2 separate regions of the Rattus norvegicus genome follow, and region 2 is linked to region 1. A link is a contact called in public Hi-C data. All regions are on one chromosome and are shown on one strand. Each heading gives the region's core, a stretch centred on a gene start, on an enhancer-like site or on the middle of the called end of the contact. The rest is flanking DNA. Distances are from core to core; before and after follow the strand shown. Region 1 overlaps LOC102550434 (a long non-coding RNA gene). Region 2 overlaps Foxn3 (forkhead box N3).

Region 1 (3,531 bases), core at 253-2,752:
GTGGTTTTGCCATCAGCTGCCAGCCCTGTGCTCAGCCTGTTGTTTCGGGAACAGTGTATCTGGCAATTTCTAGCCGACCATGTATGTTAGTGGAGGCTAAGGTCCTTCCCAGGAAGCATCCGTGGGTTTCTCGCACCAAAGCCACTTACCTCGCTATAGGTTCAGGTGAGGTCAGCACAAGGACTGTAGAAGGAGACCCTCCCTACAGAAGGAGGAAGTTCCTCTGTGAGACAACAAGACCTTCCAGTGGATATCACCACACTCTGTTGTGGAGAGGGCAGCATGGGACCCTTCTGTTCTATAATGTGTGAGAGAGACAGGAGAAAAATCACATACCACACAGGAGCTTGAGACTAAAGGGGAGAAATGGCTTTACACTTGTGTATCTTCTTCACTGTGAATTGGGGGGAGGGTACCAATTTTGATTTTCTACAATATTTCTTTTACCCACAAATCAACACATATCATCTAACATATGATCTAATACAGTGCCAAGCACAGAGACCCTAAGATGTCTATATTCAACATTACATTCAGTTATTTATCCTGGTCAGTGGGTTTTGGGGCACCCTTAACCTCCTTGTTACTAAGACTTCATTCTTCATCTCATTTTCACGCTGGTCTGTGGTTTACCTTTGCGTATATTTTCTTTAATGATAATTCTGGAGGGTCCCTCCCGGGCAAAATTCAAACTTTTATCTGTGGAGGAAAACCCAAGGCTGGTTAGGATCCGTGGAGGTAGAGAAAAGGGAGGCGACCCTCCTCCCCCAACTTCTGTGGGTGCCCTCTTCCAAGACATTCTCTTTATTACCAATTGCCTTCTCCAAGTGAGAAAAAAATAAACTAATTTTATATCTATTCAGTCCAATAAAGCTCATTGTCCTACCTCCACCCCCCGTGATAAGAGGCAGGAACAGTTCATTTTCCATTGCTAAGCAACGGCAGAAAACAGTGATCGGCATCTGTGCCCGGCCTCACCGGCTGATAGGGATCGCTGTCTAAAGTTCATGTTTGCATTCTGAAGTCAACAGTAATTGTAGTTCCCGATTAGTCTTCATTAGGATAGTTTATGGCTGGCCTAACTCCAGTCTCCACTCAGTGGTTTGAATGTACTGTCTTCCTAGGGAAAGAAATATTTGGCAGTAAAAACCCTTGTGCGGATTTCCTCCGCTCATTTCCCTTCGGTGGGCCAGGAAAGTACGGTCCACACCCGTAGTTCCCTGGCCTGGGACAGCAAGGCCACTGTTGGAGGCATTGGAGGAATCGGGTGGAAAAGAAGGCTGTGTACTCCTGGGCTGGCTTCTGTCTACTCTACGGAAAAAGTAGGTCAGTGGCGCACAGGTCTGTTTGGTAAAAGAGTTCTTGCAATTTGGGGCCCAAAGCACGACCCGTCTTTCCAGAGCAAAGGTATGTAGGGCCTTTCTTTCCATAGACCTGAGTCTCCTGCCCGCCTGCCTGGCTCAGGAATGGGTCAAACACTGGCTTTACTGTAGTGGTTCAGTCTCAGCCAACTTGAAAGCGCCGCTCTAGGCCACCAGCTCCCAGGTGTTGACTCACCCTGAGGCTGAGAGCCTGGCAGCCTAATATGGCAGCAGCCCAGGCCCTTACATAACTTGCCCTTTTAGCCCTAGCTCAAAGTTCCAAGGCTGATCGGGGAAAACAAATACAGAAAACAGCTTCGAGCAATTCATGAGCGTGTTACCCTCCTTTTTAGACCCCATCCTCAGACGTCTGTTTACCCTCAGCACTTTTCAGAGACAGTGTGGCTCCTGACTGCCCTCCTATACCCCATCCCCTAGAGTTGCATTGGATTTCTTAGAGCCGTGGTGGAAAACAAGCCTACTTGCGCCCCCTAGTGTACATGCGAATCAAAGCATTGCAAATTGAGTACCAAGAGCTTGCCGCCTCCAAGAGATTGGGGCAGCCCCGTGTCTTGAGGTCTAGGGCGGGGACCAGAAACCATACTTAAGTCTTGTCCTCCACCCCACCCTCACCCAGTTGTGCTCTTCTTGAGCCTTCCGCTTGTAATCTAAATCAAGTACTCGAAACGCGCCAAGCTCATGGGAGACAAGGGAATCTTTGCTAGTGGCGGACAGTGTGGCCGGAAACAGACACTATCGAGTCAAAGTCCAGTTGTTTTGCTACAGTCGTTAAGTTGTGCCATCCGTGTCTCTCAGACCCTTTGGGGTGATGATTCCCTAACAGAAGGAGAAACTCTGAATTGAACAGCGAGTTTCTTGGAACCTGATCATCTTGTACGTCTTCTGTCACCAAAGGAAGATAGGAGAGAGTCCAAGAAAATACACAATCTGGTCAGAATCTGAGGTAGGGGCACTGAGACCTGAGGAGGGTACCAGGAACCATGAGGACACTAGGAAAAACTGAAAACCATCTTCTCAGGGTAAAGAGGAAATTTGCCTCCAGAAAGCTTGGATCCGCAACCTGAGTAAGTTACTTGGACACTCTTCCCAGGTTGACTCACTTGATTGAAGTCAAGCGCGGGCTGGCAAATGCATTTCATATCCTGCACCAACCTTAGTGAAGTATGAAGCCTAAAATGTTGAATTGAGAGTGTTCCTGAAGGTTCAGTTTGATAAAAAGTATCGTGATTGATTAATAATGTCTGCTGTGAGCATAGAACATATGAGTCCTGGCATACATGGTGAACATGCAAGGAAGTAGGGGCGTGTGTGTTTTGTACAGAAGATATGCCATAGTATTCATTATTTTCATTATAAGTGGGATTAAATTGATTCCTAAGTTTTCTTGGGTCTAGAGAACTTATTCTCACCATTCCCCTCCTTACTCTGCAAAACCCCATGACTGACCAACCGGAAGGCTGACGTGGGAGAAAAACAGAATGGCGGTGAGAATATGTCTGAGTTTCTCCTCTCCTAAGATACAGAGTTATGACACCACGGAGGGATTAACCGAATGTGACTGCAGGCGCAGAGAGCTAGCAAGTGCTTTGAGCATGTGGAGAAAGGGCGGGACCGTCCAAAAGCTCCTAAGTAGTTTACAGACACCCTTGTGAGTTACTCAGTCCAGAAGAGCTCACTGGAGAACAAGGTCACTGCCTGCACATCATAAACACAAGACGTGGAAGAGGTGGCTCCAGGGTACAGTGCTCAACTCCCTCTGACCCCGCAGACTGTTACACAGCCTCCTGTGGAAGAGAGCAGAAGTGATGTATCTCCTTCCCCGTTCTATTTGGTTGATGTCCTCTCTCTGTGTGGTTGCCACATCTTTAGGGAACTCACATAGCACCTCAGGCTGTCCTTAAGGCGCCTTTCACCATCTGAACTAAGTATCTGTAAAACGATTTGCACATCAGTTATTCTCTGCTAGCCTGGAAGGCTCGAGAGAAGTCCTGAACGTTATTTGTCACCGCGTCCTAGGGACCACCTAAAGGACTTCCTAGCACAGAGTAGATACTCAACAAATTAATGAGTTGGGTGTTGGGGGGTGGTGGGATGAATGGATGGAGGAATAGATGAGTGAAAGAAACTTTCAGAAATTAAAGATTGCTGG
Region 2 (3,319 bases), core at 710-3,209, 140 kb before region 1:
CACTCTGGAATGATCTTTTGGATATCCTGCCAACTCATGTGTACTTGTGGAATTCACAGAAATTCAAAGTTTTGTGTTCTAAATATTCCAGGAAGTATCCTGCGGTTGGGGCCCCTGTGTTCTGTTAAAACGACAGAGCTCCTGTCTTCTTCCTCTAAGCATGGCTGGGGTGGAGAACCTTGGAGGTTCTGGTGGGTCCGGTCTACTGTTGGAGACCACCAACGAACTCACCCAGGGCTCAGCCTTGCTTAACCTGGGCCTAGCTCTTCTTTTTCATCAATAAGAAAGATGGTTTCAGAGGATCACTTCTGAATTCTGTTTCCCTGCCCAGAGCCGAGAACTAACTGACTGACTGACTGACTGACTGACTGACTGACTGACTGACTGACTATCTGTCTGAAGGCCCAGGCAAGTTTGATTTCCTGTGGAATGATTGTTCAGTGGTGTGATCAGGGCCAAGCTCAGCTCTATGGCTGCATAGATTATAAGGTATAATAAACTAATATAACTTGGCATTTTTCAGTGGCCTAGAGCCTCTGTCACTACTTTTACAAAATGCCCAAGCGAAAAGCTGATCAAAAATTGATCTTTTCAACTTGGTCATTTCATGGGTAATTAGACCGTAGATGCACAGTAATTACTGACTTATTAATTTGAATGGTTGCTTTGGCCTTTCCCACGTGGCCTGAAAGAAGAGGGTGTCAAGGTTCCAGCTGACTGTGTGTCTATTTAAAGTAAAATATTTCTCAGTGAAAAGGGATAATTAGGAAACCCCAAACAGATCCCAAGTTCACTCCCCAGGGAATAAGTGTAGATGCCTGACCTCAGAAGTTTCTGGGGGCACTGGCTGCATGTCTTTGTAAGGCCACTGGGTAGAGGCTGGACCTTCCCTGTTTGTGCCTCCCAGCATGGAGGCCAGGCTGCCATGAGAGGTCAATGTGGATACTAGGGCCAGATTCTAGAAAGAGAGCTGTAATTATGACTTCTAATTATGTACAGTTAGACCTACAGAGTTAAGCATAGGGCACCTCCTGCTTGGGAATATAAGTTAATTGTCTACAGGGGTCTTCCCCTCTGCCAGCCCTAATCAGATAGGCATGGCCTTGGGCCTGCAGGCCTCCTCCTACCTTGGAGTATAAGCGTTCACCATTGGTAGCACTGATTACAGGAGAGGGTCACATTTAACTCCTGTCCCAGGAAAAAATAAAATTTGAGCAGATCATAACCCAGCCTGCCTTCCCTGTGTCCCTGGTAGCCTTCTCACAACGTGAGAACACTTGGACTTCCATGTCATGGACCTTAGCTTCGTTGAGAAAGAGCATTAATCACTTCCGGACAGGTAGTCTAGTGCTTTATTTTGGTTTTGAGGGGCTGGTTTGATACCATTCTTATTGTTTTTGTTTTGATGTGTGTGTGTGTGTGTGTGTGTGTGTGTGTGTGTGTGTGTGTGTGTGAGAGAGAGAGAGAGAGAGAGAGAGAGAGAGAGAGAGAGAAAGTTATATACCCTGTTTCTTTCTGATCTTTTTAAAATATTTATATATGAGTGTGCTGTCCACATGTGCACCTGCATGCCAGAAAGGGCATCAGATCTCATTACAGATGCTTGTGAGATGCCATATGAGTGCTGAGAATTGAACTCAGAACCTCTGGAAAGGCAGCCAGCGCTCTTCACTGCTAAGCCCCCTTTTCTTATCTTTTTAATAAGATGACCCAAACAGGATTTGAACAACCAATTTTTCGTAATAAATTCTGCAATCCTGCCGTAGCCTTAGGAGTAGGTGTGCCTTGAACACCGACTTTAGGGCTTCGAGCCTTTTCCCCTCTGGTTCCCACATCAGCCAGTGTCCTGCTGAGATGGATTCTGTCCTCCTGGAAAAGTGACTGGGCACCGTATGCCCAGCTGAAGCCAGAGCTAATGAAGAGGCCCTGCCCGTGGAATTTCAGCAGCGTGGGGCCTGCTACTCAGTGGAGGCCAGGTCACATGACAGTTGCTATAGCCAGAGGAGAGTGAATGCCAGGAACTCTGAACACTTTACAGAGGGAGGAAGTAGTTTCTGGGGTGGGAACAGGGCAGTGGCTGGTCTTCCAGTAAATGGGGGGGTAGTTGGTTGGGGGGGAGCTGGGCAGCACAGAGAGGGGAAGCAGGCTGTAGGCAGAGCTCCACTGTCAGTTAGTACCCAGCTGTTTGGCACTCCCACCGCCTATACCAGGGTTTCTGTTCTCATCTCAAGGGCCTTCGTGTCATCTCCAGCTTATAGACTTGACACGTCCTTCCTCCCAGATACTAAGGTGTGTGGGGGTCGCTTGGGGGGTGGGGGGGTCAGAGCTCTTATAGTGGTCCCGGTTCTGTTCCTGCCTCACAGGAAGCAGGCTCTACCTCTAGTTTTAAAAAACAGATAGTCACCAAAAGAGCACCAGTAACCCAGAGGTTTCAAATTAGAGACTCTGAGCCCAAAGGACATTTCACGGACTTAACTCCTCTTCCTATGACTCACAGGGCAAAATTGTAACCTGTACCAGGTCTCGTACCTCTGGCCTCCTCTTCCAGCCTGGAAGTTTGGATTGTTTTGTACAATCCATTTCAGCTCAATTGTCTCCAGGGCAGCAGGGAGGAAGACATCTGTCACCTAGTCGAAGGTGTTACAGAGGCAGACATTCGTGAAATTTAGAACATCAGGTGAAAGGTGTTCGCTGATCCTCGGGACAAAAACTGTGGGCACTGCGCTCGCTTGCTTTGGACACAGATTCACCAAAGTAAGAAGACAGTACAGAGCTCAGGAGACACCAACAGTAAAGGCCCTGCTGCCAAGAGAAAGTGTTGTTTTTGCTTTCTCTCGAAACAGCACTCGGGACCCTGAGACCCTTCAGCCCAGACACCTCCGTGCCACCCTAGACATGGGCAGTGTAGCCCTAGATAGACCACGGCCCTGGCATCTCACTCTCAGGCCAGGATGCACTCTGAGCTCAGTTCTGACCTCCTACGAGCTTTTCTCGGCACCCTCTTCAACAGGAAACAGAGTTAGGGGGATAGTGAGTTTGGTTGTCACAAATGAGAAAGTGGCCTTGGACTGGGGAGTCGCTTGGATAAATTTTTTTTTCTTCTCAGTTTTCAGAGTTGATGATGGGGGCCCTTGAACCCAGCCAGTTCTTTTCATTAGCTTTTCCTGGACAAGTTTTAATCTGAGAAGGACTAAAAGGGTATAGAAACGAGAGTCTCCTAACGTCTACACCACGGGTGTGGAACCAAACCCTCCCCTGGCCTGACTTGTGCTCATTCTCTCTGCTTCTCCAGACTGGCATAGCTTCAGTGGTTTGAACT

What was found. Hi-C and Micro-C count contacts between places; a contact is called where the count stands out from the background.
Region 2: a Hi-C map of liver shows a contact between it and region 1, with 3 times the contacts expected there. The contact joins two enhancer-like sites. A contact is called at or near these places in 2 of 12 Hi-C or Micro-C datasets (liver and mammary epithelial cells) and 1 of 1 datasets of contacts at active chromatin or transcription factors (oligodendrocytes).

The regions. Positions count from the first base shown.
Region 1 is chr6:124,096,617-124,100,147 of GRCr8, reverse strand. It overlaps LOC102550434 (a long non-coding RNA gene), which reads right to left. Exons shown (of 10, transcript XR_010052802.1): 3 at 979-1,120; 4 at 634-699; 5 at 150-298. Among named protein-coding and RNA genes, the nearest start is that of Cpg1, 56 kb to the right of the region's middle. Within about 2 kb of position 1,502, at least 24 of the 93 cell types and tissues checked have an H3K27ac peak or open chromatin away from gene starts, as enhancers often do. A contact at or near this core is called in liver, where this site is marked.
Region 2 is chr6:124,235,056-124,238,374 of GRCr8, reverse strand. All of the region lies in intron 5 of Foxn3 (forkhead box N3), which reads left to right. Among named protein-coding and RNA genes, the nearest start is that of Cpg1, 190 kb to the right of the region's middle. Within about 2 kb of position 1,959, at least 25 of the 93 cell types and tissues checked have an H3K27ac peak or open chromatin away from gene starts, as enhancers often do. A contact at or near this core is called in liver, where this site is marked.